2 separate regions of the Sus scrofa genome follow, and region 2 is linked to region 1. The links are chromatin contacts, called in public promoter capture Hi-C maps. All regions are on one chromosome and are shown on one strand. Each heading gives the region's core, a stretch centred on a gene start, on an enhancer-like site or on the middle of the called end of the contact. The rest is flanking DNA. Distances are from core to core; before and after follow the strand shown. Region 1 holds the start of ARHGAP39 (rho GTPase-activating protein 39). Region 2 holds the start of ADCK5.

Region 1 (6,607 bases), core at 2,080-4,579:
GATGACACAGAGTCAGGTTCTTAGAGCCCTGGGCTTGCTCTGAGAACAGCAGTGCCCCCAGCAACAAAGGCGACTAGGAGGCTGGGTGTTCCTGACAGCGCAGCCAGGTGGTAGCAGGAATGTTTTCCATGGCATCAGAGGATGAGGAGAGCATGAAATAAAAACGGAATGATGTAGGAGTTTGGGATTAACCTATAAAATAGGCAAACAACACAGACAGGGAATTCCACTCAGTATCTTGTAATAACCTATTCTGAAAAGAATATGAAAAAGAATATGTATGCATAACTGAATCGCTTTGCTGTACACTTGAAACCAACATAACATTGTAAATTATTCTTTAATCAAAACCAAAACAGGGAGTTCCCGTCGTGGCGCAGTGGTTAACGAATCCGACTAGGAACCATGAGGTTGTGGGTTCGGTCCCTGCCCTTGCTCAGTGGGTTAAGGATCCGGCGTTGCCGTGAGCTGTGGTGTAGGTTGCAGACGCGGCTCGGATCCCGCGTTGCTGTGGCTCTGGCGTAGGCCGGTTGCTCCAGCTCCGATTCAACCCCTAGCCTGGGAACCTCCATATGCCGTGGGAGCGGCCCAAGAAATAGCAACAACAACAACAACAAAAAAGACAAAAAGACAAAAAAAAAAAAAAAAAAACAAACCAAAACAAACAAAACCCCCAACATGGTGAAGTGCAGGCAAGTTTTTGTGAAGCATGGCCACCAGCGGATATGAGGATCGGGGGGTGGGGTGGGAAGAAGTGGAGTTAAAGTTTTTATGATGAGAAATTTCAGAAGAGTTCCCTTGTGGCTCAGCAGGTTAAGGATCCGGTCTTGTAACTGCAGCAGCTTGGGTTGCTACTGTGGGGTGGGTTCAGTTCCTGGCCTGGGAACTTCGACATGCTGTGGGCACGGCCAGAAAAAGAGAGAGAGAAGGAAAGAAACATCAGAGTGTCTTTGAATGCTTGTGGAAATAATAGTGACAAGCAGGCGATGCAGCGTAGGAGAGAGCTGAGCAGCTCTGAGAGTGCAAGAGGGAGCAGGCTCCAGTTCATCAGAGGAGGCACTGCCTGGGACAGCAGCAGGGAAACACGGCCTGCACACATTCAGGAGGGGAGGGGCAGGGCAGGGACGGATGTGCCTTTGGGATTGATGATAAGAAGAGCTTTAGTCTCCTCTGGGAGGTTCATCAGCTAGAGAGGCCCAAGAAATCTCACTTTGGAGAGTGGGAGACTTAACCTGTGGAGAAAAATAAGATCGCCAAAAACCGTAAAGTGCTCTTGTTTGAAGTGCAGCCAGCCAGCCCAGTTGTGTGATGTTTCTGCAGTATTCACCATGAGGAAGGGTGGGTGGGGTTCATGCAATGACCTTTCTTAGGTGTGTACAATGGAGAGCAGAGACCAGAGGGGTGTGTGTGTGTGTGTGTGTGTAGAGTGAGGCAGAGACCAGAGGTAGGGTGTGTGTATGTGTGTGTGTGCAGAGTGAGGCAGAGACCAGAGGTAGGGTGTATGTGCAGAGTGAGGCAGAGACCAGAGGTAGGGTGTGTGTGCAGAGTGAGGCAGAGACCAGAGGTAGGGTGTATGTGCAGAGTGAGGCAGAGACCAGAGGTAGGGTGTGTGTGTGTGTGTGTGTGTGTGCAGAGTGAGGCAGAGACCAGAGGTAGGGTGTGTGTGTGTGTGTGTGTGCAGAGTGAGGCAGAGACCAGAGGTAGGGTGTGTGTGTGTGTGTGTGTGCAGAGTGAGGCAGAGACCAGAGGTAGGGTGTGTGTGTGTGTGTGTGTGTGTGCAGAGTGAGGCAGAGACCAGAGGTAGGGTGTATGTGCAGAGTGAGGCAGAGACCAGAGGTAGGGTGTGTGTGTGTGTGTGTGTGTGTGCAGAGTGAGGCAGAGACCAGAGGTAGGGTGTGTGTGTGTGTGTGTGTGTGTGTGCAGAGTGAGGCAGAGACCAGAGGTAGGGTGTGTGTGTGTGTGTGTGTGCAGAGTGAGGCAGAGACCAGAGGTAGGGTGTGTGTGTGTGTGTGTGTGTGTGTGCAGAGTGAGGCAGAGACCAGAGGTAGGGTGTGTGTGTGTGTGTGTGCAGAGTGAGGCAGAGACCAGAGGTAGGGTGTGTGCGCAGAGTGAGGCAGAGACCAGAGGTAGGGTGTGTGTGTGTGTGCAGAGTGAGGCAGAGACCAGAGGTAGGGTGTGTGTGCAGAGTGAGGCAGAGACCAGAGGTAGGGTGTGTGTGTGTGTGTGTGTGTGTGTGTGCGCAGAGTGAGGCAGAGACCAGAGGTAGGGTGTGTGTGCAGAGTGAGGCAGAGACCAGAGGTAGGGTGTGTGTGTGTGTGTGTGTGTGTGTGTGCACCCGCGCGCAGAGTGAAGGAGGCCTAAAGGAAAGGGCGAGAGGGGTGAGGGTCTCCATCAGCGAGCCGCAGGAGGCAGGGTGTTAAGAGAGCAGGAGTGAGCTGCAGGACGGGAACTGCAACTCAGCTGAGGGCTTCTGAACTTGGGCTTTCAGCCTTTGCAGCTTCTTGCGTTGATGGGATCCAGGCCCTGGCCGGTGTGCTGCGGACTTCTGCGTTCTGTTGTAGGAGCTGCAGGCTGACCAGCTTCCATTTCTATAGAAATGGAGGTCGAATACGACAACTTCTGGAAATGAACTCTGTATAGGCAGTAATAATTTTAAAAGCCTGAAGAAGAGGCCAAACGCAGAGTAAAAAATGCTAAAGAGGACAAGAGCAAAGCTGAATTGAGCACGTACCAAGAGTTAAGATGAGGGAGCAAAGAGGCTACAGACCGTCCAGTTTATCTAACAGATGCATAGGGAGAACCTACGAGAATGGAGGAGAGCCAATGCCTGGTAACTTTCCAGAGTCGAGGAAAAGTGAACTCTCAGGTTCAGGAAGTCCAACATGGTTTGTGCAGGTAAAATCACACCAAATCCACACCGACACGTATGAAAGCTCAACTGCACAGCACGGAAGGGGATCGAAGTCTCTTGAGCGATCGGAAGGGCGAGGTCGGCGGCGTGCGGACCGCGAGGCCGAGGTGGGCGGCAGCGTCAGTCGGCCAGAGGCCTCCCTTCGCCGCCGCCGCCACCCCTGGACTGGTCGGGACAGCGCGAGGCCGCCACACCCTCCTTGTGGGCGGGCCCAGCCCGGCCGAGCTCCGGCTCTCGGGATGCAGCGCGCGCCCCCGGCCGGACTCCGGCTCCCGGCGTGCCGCGCGCCGGCTCACGCGCACGGGGCTCGCGGCTGCGCCCCCTGGCGGCGAGGCGCGCGGGGGCGGGGGCGGGGCCGGAGGCGGGGGGTTGCGCTGGTGACGGGAGGACGCGCGGCCGCGGCTCACTGGGCCGGCGGCGGCGGCGGCGGCGGCGGCGGCGGCGGCGAGCGCGCACCGAGCGGGTGCCGCGGCGGCGAAGGCGGCGGCGGGAGAGCCACGAGCAGCTTGCGCGCGGCGTGCGGGCCGGGATGAGAGGCTGCGGTGGCGCGGCCCGCACACAGCCGGCGGGTGAGAGCGCGGGCAGTGGGCGGCGCGGGCCGGGAAGATGGCGGAGGGGCCGGCGCTGCGGCCCCCGCCCGGCCTCGCGGAGGCTCCGGACCCGGCCCGCGAGGATACGGGTCCGCGGCGACCGAGGCGGCGGGTGGGGCCGCGGCCAGGCGCGAAGGCGCAGGGGCTGGGTGTGGGGGCCGGGCTCGGCGGGGGCGCATGGGTGCGAAGGCCCAGGCCGCGCGGGGCCAGGGCGTGAGGTGGGTGTGGGGGGCCGGCCCGGAGGTGGGGGCGAGCGTGCGGGCTGAAGGCGGAGGTGAGGTGAGCGTGCCGGCCTGAGAGCGGAGAAGGGGGTGAGCCTGCCCTGCCGAGGGTGGGCGTGAGTGGAGTGCCCGGCCTGAGTGGGGGGCGTCGGCCAGATTTCCGGGGCGCAGTCGGGGGGCGGTGCGGGGCCGGGCCTGGCTTTGTCGGGGCTCGGGGAGCCGGGACGCGCGTGTCCTGGTTCGGGCCGTGGCCGCCAGCCCCGTGGATCTGGCCTCCGCTGCGAGGAGGGCTGGGGCGACCCCTCCTTCTCGCCCTGGTTGTCCCCGAGATCTGGAATGCCCTCGGTTGCGGGATTGGTGTGGGTGGAGGCCGTGTTCGTATGCGGGCCGAGGTCTAGGCAGGCCGTGCGCATCTTGGGGGTCAGGACGTCTTTTATTTTAAAACGTGCAGCTGGCTGCGAGGCCGCGGCAGCTGTGGGTGTGTTACATGCGGCTCCCACCAGCAGCTGCTGTGGGCGCTGTGCAGCCTTCAGCAGCAAAAATGCGGCGCCTCGCCACCCTCTTCAGCGTCGTAAGGTTTAACCAAACCTCCTGTGACCTTTGCAGAAACCTACAGTTGCAAGGCTTCGTGTTCTGCCCCTGGTGCAGACAATAGGGGATTTGTCTTTGAAGCCATTGCGGGAGAATTGAACCCTGTACATCCTGGGTGCCTCTGTAAACAGCAGGTGGTTCCCGGTCAGCGGCTCCCCTTTCACAATGAGCAAGGTGTGTTTCTCCTCGCTGGGGGAGGGGAGGGAGATTTGCTAGGAGGTGTGACTGAGAAGCAAGGAGACCTTCCGAGAAGGCGCTTGGCGCACACGCTAGCCGGCTGCCAGCTTCGGGAGGAGCGGAGGTCCCAGGCCTTTCTGCCACACTTTGTCTAGTCAGCAGTCTTGTCAAGAGGCTGGAGAACAGAGTGGAGAAGAGGGCGGATTCTGGAGCCAGACTGCCTGCCTGCCTTTGAGTCTGTGACTCTTCTGTTTACTGGCTTTGTACGCTGCCTTTGGTTCATCTCTAAAATGGGAACACCAGTAACACCGGCTGGGGTGGTTGTTGAGACTCAGTGAATTACTTGTGCCTTGTGAGTGTTCAGAAAAGTCAGGAGTTATCACTGCCAAGATCTGGTTTCCAGGGTGCACTTGCTGGGTTGTTGGTTCTTCAGCTGTTTGTCTTAGTTTAACTTGAAGTCTTTGGCTACCTTTTCTTACACAAGTTGGGGTCATATTTGGAGAAACAGGTCTTTTTTTCCGCTGTGCCTGCAGCCAGGGCCAGGGATCAAAGCCTTGCCGCAGCAGCAACCTGACCTTAACTCACTGGACCACAAGGAAGCTCCAGAGAAACATGTTTTTATAAAGGTAAATGAGGAAGAAATCTTATGTGCTGAGATAGAGTATCCCATAGAGCTGTTGTTAAAAATATTTTTAGGCAAAGAAAGCTTCTAACGAGCAGTCAGGAGCCCTGCAGTACTTGCTGCCCTAGGAGGTAGGTAGGGTTATTATTGACAGAAATGAGATGTAAAGACAGTTCTTGGGTAATTCTCCATTTGAATAAAACTACCAAAGCCATAGTTGTTAGACTTCACAGTGTTATCTTTGTAGTAGAAGAGATAATTTATTAACAAACTTGAAGTGACAGTGAGGGCACGAGAACTTGGAATTGGCAGTGCTGTAACATTCAGTCTTGCTGAGCTGTTGGAGGGAATCACTTGATGTGCTTTAGAACAAAGTGGAAAAATTCATCTTGTTTCCCAAGGAGATGGTGCTCTTTCTCTGATGCAGGGAAAGTATCTGAGACTGACTTTCTTAGGGGGAGACTCTTAGACTTACCCTAGGTAACTTCATCTCATCCCCTTAACCCGTGTGACTCCGAGACTAGAGGGAAGCCCCCCACCCTAAGTAGAGTGTTTTAGCATTTGTGGGTTTCAGGTTGAGAACGTTTGATGTTCAGAACAAATGGTAATGAAATAGCTTCTGTGAGCACATTTTAAAATATCTGAAGATAGGTTTTGAAATGTCCGTCCCAGCCTCTCTCCTGCGTGTGGGCTGTCCTTGAACAGTGGAAGCACAGTGAACGGGGCGTCTGGTTAAGGTTCTACCTGGTTCTTTGCTGCTTTTGAAAAAATGTATAATATGTTCTCATAGTGAAATACCTAATTTTACTAGGAGAACAAGAACAACAAGATGCCTTTGCCGTGCCTGTGTCCTGACCCCTTAGGCCATCTGTGGTAGGTCGCACACACTCCTTCTCAGGGTCAGTGTTGTCAGGGTCCTGTCTAGAGCGCGGCCTGGGTGCAGTGCTGGGCCTGGGAGACCCCTGGGCAGAGCTGAGCTGGAGTGTTCACCTGCCTCCAGGTTTCTCCTCTTACCTTTCTTACTTCCCGGGTGGCGTCTGCACCCTTAGGGGCTGGCCGTCTCCACTGCCGCCTGTACCTGCCTCACTGCCTTCTGCCAGCCTTTGGGACTTGTTTTGATGTTGCCGGGCAGCCCTGCCCTGCTCCCTGCGGCTGTTTCTGACCCTCTAGCTACACTGTTGTACCCTGCTGACAAGGGCCGCCTTATGTGGCCTGCAGTCCTGGCTCCCTCCTGCCCCTGCTGTGCAGGTCCCAGTCTTCCAAACCGTGCTGCAGACAAGGGTCTGTAAGCTCCAGCCACCGACAGCCCCTGCCTGTCTTTGAAAGTAAAGTTTTGGAGTTCCCGTCGTGGCACAGTGAAAACAAGTCTGACTAGGAACCACGAGGTTGCGGGTTCGATCCCTGGCTTCACTCAGTGGGTTAAGGATCTGACATTGCTGTGAGCTGTGGTGTAGGTTGCAGATGCGGCTTGGATCTGGCATTGCTGTGGCTGTGG
Region 2 (6,607 bases), core at 2,542-5,041, 200 kb after region 1:
GAAAAATGTTGTTTGGCCTATAAATTGCTATTTTCTATAATAGATACATTTTTTATCAAATAACAGTGTCACCTGTAACTTTTATCCCTTGTGGGGGCATTTGTTAATTTTTGGGTATAATACTCCTTTCTATTGAAATTGGTGGTTTGAAACTTACGTAAATCAGCACAATAGGTTAAATGCTTAGCTTGCTGGCGCCAAATAAACCGTAGTTTTAAGAATGCCATGCGCCCAAGGCTTTCATGCGTTTTGTTAAGTACATACACCTTTAGTTAAAGAATGTTAGGTATCATAGTTTATTACTTATTAAAGCTTTGTTCTTAATATAGAATAGAATAGCTACTGTTGTTGACCTTTTGAGAAAAATACAGTGTGGAACTTTGTAATCTTGAAGGAAAATCTAAAGTTGAAAGGAACATGTTTTAACTAACCTTTTTTTTTGTATCTCGGGTGGCGGGAACAAAAGGGCTTTAAATCAAATGTTAATGTCAAATCTTACACGGAACCTGATTGTGATAAGGTATAAAAACTGATGCTTTTCATTTAATAAATTGGGTCATCTGCAGCATGCAGCTGAGGAGTTGGCTCCAATTCTTTCCGCGCCGTTTGTAGCCCATCCTCTCCTTCGGCACTCCCTGGCTGCTGGGGCTGGACCTCGGCAGTGAATCCCCCACACGGTGGGGTCCCAACAACCACAGAATGGAGCATGTTGTCCAGAGTCATTAGCAGGAAGGGTCTGCTGAGCAAAAGTGAAATCACCCGACTGTCGAGTGAGTTTAAACATTTTCAGAGTTCCCGTCGTGGCTCACAGTTAACGAACCCGACCAGCACCCATGAGGATGCAGGTTCGATCCCTGGCCCCACTCGGTGGGTTAGGGATCCGGTGTTGCCATGAGCTATGGTGTAGGTCACAGATGCGGGTCGCTATGGCTGTGGTGTAGGCTGGTGGCCACAGCTCCAACTGGACCCCTAGCCTGGGAACCTCCGTATGCCACAAGTGTGGCCCTAAAAAGACAAAACAAACAAACATCATTTTCTTATTAATACATACAGTTCCTCCATAGGAGACTGTGAAATCTGAGGTATCTACTCTCAAGTGCGAGGCCTGCCCTGGCTGCGCCCCCAGCCTCCTGACCACTGGTCGCCACCATCAGGGGCTCTGGTTGGGACGCTGGAGACCAGAATCCAGCCTCTGAACACGTGGCTGATGTAGCGTGCACACAGGCTCAGCGGGGGCAAGGCAATGCCTGGCCGGCCTGAGGAGTTACCAGAGGAGCCTCTGCAGGAGCTCTGGCCGCACCTCCTCACTCCCAGAACTGACTCCCCGCTCGCCCTCCGCTCTCCGTGACAAACAGCCTCTGGCAGAGCCTGGCCGGGCCCCTCTCCCGACTGCTTTCTGCCTAGGCCTTCCCCCACCCCCGCCTCTGTATGCTGCCCGCTGTCCTTATCAGACAGGAATGTGGCTGTGAGTGTGCCGTCCTTCTCCCCGCAGGGCCCACCTCTCAGGCATCTCTGTGCCTCTACCAGCCCAGTGCTCCCCCAGATAAAGCAGAGCCCCCATCGACGCGCGCTGAACTGAAAGAGACAGTGGCTAAGCAGAGAACGAACCAAACCCACATGACCCCGGTGACGGTGCTGCTGAGCAACAGGCGGGCAAGAGACAGCGCCAGTCTGGCCCCAGATGGACGCCAGGGATGAGGCCTCTGGCTGAAGACCCCAGAGCCCCACAGGGGCCCAGGGACCCACACCAGTACCTGGCCCATTCCAATTCAGGATGCCTAGTAATTCCCCAAATATCCCCGTCACGCAGGAGACATCCCCCATGCCTATGAGGTCACGTGGCTATAAATGTGGGGCCAAGTCTGCAGCCAGACCTTCCTGGAACTAACTCAGGGGCGTTTCCACCACATCACATAAGACCCAAACCATACCCAGAGCCTGGGTGCCAGAGCGTGGCAGGAAGCAGGCAGAGAGAGCGCGCGGGGTCCCAGGACACCCTCTGGCGCCCAGCGCCTTCCCACAGGGTCACGCGCATGGCCTCCTGGGTCAGCCCAGGTTAACGTCTGCTGTCCCAGCACCCCTCACCAACGAAGCCTCCCAGTCTGGGCAAGACGAAACGGGCATCCTCCACCCGGCCTCTCCGGCTTAGTGAGTGCCCGGCCCATGCGCAGAAAGAGAGCGCTCACCTGGAACTCAGCTACAACCCATCAAGCAGCAAAGAGCTTGCGCAGCATCACACAGAAACTACGAAGCTAAAGACGCTGTGTGTGCTTTAACGCAGAATCATGAGCACCTGCACTCGTGTTTAGGCACAAGCTGAGCTGTCGGTTTTTCCACACCCTGCAGATTAGACACAGTGGGTTAGAAGGAAGAGGAAAGGTCACTGCAGATAAGCCAGCCCCCAGCAGTAACGAGCAGCTGCTGAGTCTCAAGTTGAGGCCTGACAGAGAAGCACAAGGAGGTGACAGGAACCTGGGCAGTTCCATGGCAGGTCAACAGCCTGTGCCGGAGAGGAAACCAAAACACAGAAATCTTCTCATACTCAGGAAGAGAGGGAGGCGGCAGTTGGAGCCCAGAGAGGTGGCGAAGATGAAATGAAGGCCCTGGCCTTTTCTTCGCCAAGGGCCTGCGCCCCTCTCAGCACCAGTGAGGGCTCAAGCCGACTGGGCCCTACGCCACTCACCGGTCAGGAGCCTCTCCTAATCACAACCAAAACCTGCCCGCCCACTCCCTAGGGCTGTCTGGAGGATTAAGTGGTTGCACGTGGGAAGCAGCTCTATACCCTGTAACAGACCAGCTCTGGTGTCTCTCTGCCTGAGTCTCAGCCCATAAAACAGCACGGAGCTGTTCACCGAAAGCCACAAGAGTTAATGGAAATTTGTATAAATACCTACACCTGCAAGGCGAGGATTATTAGGAAAATACAAGGCTTCTGGAAAGTTCCAAGTTGAAAAGGCTGATGAGCCCCCCTCTGTCTCTATGGGGCTAGATTCTGGGGGAAGCAGTGGGTAAGACCTGCGTGAGTGATGATAACGCGGGTTTGAAAGGCACCCAACAAGGAAAAACCCTGGATTGCCAACTGCGTCGTCAGGATCAAAGGAAGCGCGAGTTGGGAGGGCAGCCCGGGGCGGGGCAGGCAAAGCAGGGAAAGGGCTGAGAGAGGAGCCCCCCCCCCCTCCTCGGAAGCAGGAGCAGCTGTCAGCTCGGGATGATCTGGGGCGGGCTGGTGACCGGGTTAGGCTTCTCAAGGGAGCAGGTAAAAGGAAAGGCGAGGGCCCCCAGGCTGGGATTCGGACAAGTGTCAACTTCGCCGCGGGGGGGAAAGGGTCTCTGGGGAGGGGAGGGGGGATCGGAGGAAGCGGGCTTCGAGGGCTGTCCTGAGACCAGCGTCCTCGCAGAGAGCCTGGAAGGAGCAGAGGGGACCTTGGAGGCGCTGGGGAGGCAATCAGTGCGGGGCCTCCTAAGTGGTTCTGGCCTCTGCGCACCGGGGGCTGGGGCTGGTCAGGGGGTCTGGGGGGCAGAGCACCTGGAGCTGAAGGGCGCCTTCTAGAGCCCTGAGGTTCCCGCCGGGCGGGGGAGGATCTCTGGGGGCGGGGAGGGTTTAGGGGCCCGAGGGCCCGGGACAGGCGGCTCGCGGGGCCGCGGGAGGGCACCGGGAGCGCGGGGGTGCTCACAGGTCTCCACATCTCCGGGGCCGACGCGCCGCTCCGTGCCGCTCCTCTCGCCGCAGCCTCGCGCCGCCACCCAGCAGTCCCTGCGGGAGAGGGCGCGGTGCGCACGCGCACGCCGCCCCCAGGGGGCGGGCCGGACGGAAGGCCACGCCCCGAGCGCACCTGCGTCCGCGGCTGAGCAGCGCCCCCTGGCGGTCCCCGACGGCCTAGTGTTGGGCCAGGACCCGGCGGTGCACAGACGGAGGACGCAGGTGCTGGTGCTGGAGCCACAGCCAGTGCCTCGGCCGAGCAGGCCATCGGTCACTGCCGCTGGGGGCTTTTCCCACCCTCGATGGAAGCTGAGGCTCGGGAAGGTCGGCTCCCTTGTTCTCTAGGAGCTCACAGCACGGGCGGAAGCGGGGAGCAGGAGGAACCCCAAAAGGACGTCAGTGCAGAGAGAGCTGGATTCCAGGACCCGTGGGAGGCTGGGAAGGGCGCCAGTCCGGCTACAGCTCTGAGCCACGGATTAGGGCGAATCTCTTTACCTGCTCAAGCCTCGCTTTCCTCGCTGCAAAATGAGGTGGTAACTGTCAAGTTCACATAGCTCCTTGTCCCATGCAGTGTCCGATTTCAGATGAGCACCTGCTGCGTGCGGGTAGGCGGCCTGTGGTGTTGTCACTAACAAGGCCGTGAATGGTGAGCACAGGACAGGCAAGGCCCACGACAAAGCTGCCTCCCGCACTGGCCTGCCAGCCCGTCCCCGCCCTTTCCTGCCACCCTCAGTGCAGGGCAGGATGGGTACCCTCCTCGCAGAGTCTCTGCCAGCTCTTGCCTAAGCTCCCTTCTCTCACCTACTTCCCTCTCACCCCTGACAGGTAGCACCTTCTCGTCCACCTTCTCTCCTTGGGCAGCCAAGGCCCCCTTTCTGCAGTTCCACCCAGCCTCTGCACCCACTCTGCGGAACTTCAAAGGCCCATCCAGGGAGTTCCCCTCATGACTCAGCGGTTAAGGAACCATGAGGACATGAGTTCGATCCCTGGCATCGCTCAGTGGGTTAAGGATCCGGCATTGCCGTGAGCCGTGGTGTAGGTCACAGACACGGTTGGGATCTCTTGTTGCTGTGGCTGTAGCACAGGACAGCAGCTACAGCTGATTCGACCCATAGCCTGGGAACCTCCATATGCAGTGGGTGCGGCCCCCCCAAAAAAAGGCCATCCCCCAGCCAGCCATGCGCTAACCTCTGTGCGGCCCACAACCCTCGGGTGTCTGGCCCCGTGCTCCTGTGGCCTGGTTGTTTTGCAGCCGATTCCCTGGGCCTCATTTTCACCTCTGCCACACTTGCTGTACCCACCTTCACGCTGACTGACTCAGGAAGTTTCTCCTTAAAGGCTGGTCCCACCTGGTGGCCTTCCTATCAGCTCCTTCTCCTCCTCTCTGGCGCCAGGCCCTCCCCCCTTGACCCCTCCCTCTCCCACAGGGGTGCCTGCTCCTCCTGGTGTCCCTCGGCCATCTAACACGTCACCCCAGCTTCTCCAGCATGCGTCAATGTCCTGAGTCTCCTTGCTCCCAGTGTCCCCATGTGACAAAAGCTGGGGCTGTTCTGATTTGTTGCCTGCCTTGCCAGGAGGGCAGACGCGCCCTCTCATCTTCACTGCTGTGTCCCTGGTGTCCAGGCCAGGGCCTGATGAAAGTGAATCTGGAGCCCTTCCCAGGGCCAAGGTTTCTGGAAAGTTCCAAATTGCACACTTTTGGCCTCCCCACCTAACCCCATTATACTCAATGAAAGAGTCCCAGGAGATGGTGTAGGTGCAGCTGGCATGGACATGCCCCCAGGACATCTGAAAAAGGCCACAAGCAAGGTGCAAGGCAGAGGCTCAGCTGACCACGGGGCCCTCAGGTACAGACACCACTGGAGGCCTAGGACTCCAAGGGCCTGGGCTGGGGATCCGGTGGCCATTCCTGTTCACGCTCCAGAGACGAGGTATATGCTTCTCAGCCCCTAACGAACAAAGCAATGAACTCTGACCTATTCCCACGTCCAAGGACCCTGGTTCTGGCCCAGGCTCCCATCAGGGCTGGGGGCTGCAGCTCTCACTCTACAAGGCAGGGCACGGTCCCCTGGACTGAATGGGGGGTACCCACCCCTTGACTCCCTGGTGCTGCTCTATGGAGTCAAGTCCCTCAAACTTGGACGGCTGGGCCCCGAGGGCACCAAGGAAACCTCCCCCAAGTGACCACCACACCCCAGACGCGCGCTCCTCCCTTCCCCCCGCTGCCCCCCCGCCATCCAAGCACAGCTCCTGATTCTGCAGGGACCCTGTGTTCCAGGCCCTGGAATCTTCGAAGTGCTGTTATAGCCGACGAGAGCAAGTGTGTTAAGAAGCATGACGCACAGACACAGCGTGTCCGAGCTCAAGCCTCTGCACGTCCTGACGAAGTGTGGTGACCGTGTTAGCATGTGCTTCAGGTAAGGCTCCCGAGGTGAATCGGCCTGGGTGAGGCGGGCCCGAACCCCGACGGCTGGTGTCCTTGCCCGGGAATGGAGAAGCAGATTTGAGACATGGAAAAAGTCCACGTGAAGACAGAGGCAGGGAGTTCCCGTCGTGGCGCAGCAGAAACGAATCCGACTAGGAACCATGAAGACGCAGGTTCGATCCCTGGCCTCGCTCCGTGGGTTAAGGGTCCGGCGGTGCCATGAGCTGTGGTGTAGGTTGCAGACGCAGGTCGGACCCTACGTTGTGGCTGTGGTGTAGGCCAGTGGCAACAGCTCCGATTAGACCCCCTTGCCTGGGAACCTCCATGTGCCGTGAATGCGGCCCTAAAGACAAAAAGCCGAAAAAAAAAAAAAAAAAAAAAAAAAAGACAGAGGCAGAGTTATGGATGTGGCCCTGAGCCAAGGGACGCCAAGGACGACTGGCACCCCCAGAGGCTTGAGAGGCCTGGGCGGGCTCCTCCCA

What was found. Promoter capture Hi-C pulls out the DNA fragments that hold promoters and counts their contacts.
Region 2: a promoter capture Hi-C map of fetal liver shows a contact between it and region 1, with 2.9 times the contacts expected there. The contact joins the promoter of ADCK5 here to the promoter of ARHGAP39 in region 1. A contact is called at or near these places in 2 of 5 promoter capture datasets (fetal liver and liver), 1 of 47 Hi-C or Micro-C datasets (omental adipose tissue) and 1 of 2 datasets of contacts at active chromatin or transcription factors (alveolar macrophages).

What each region holds. Positions count from the first base shown.
Region 1 is chr4:202,806-209,412 of Sscrofa11.1, forward strand. ARHGAP39 (rho GTPase-activating protein 39) reads left to right here and starts at 3,330. Exons shown (of 13, transcript XM_003125457.6): 1 at 3,330-3,480.
Region 2 is chr4:406,791-413,397 of Sscrofa11.1, forward strand. ADCK5 reads right to left here and starts at 3,792. Exons shown (of 14, transcript XR_002343661.1): 1 at 3,675-3,792.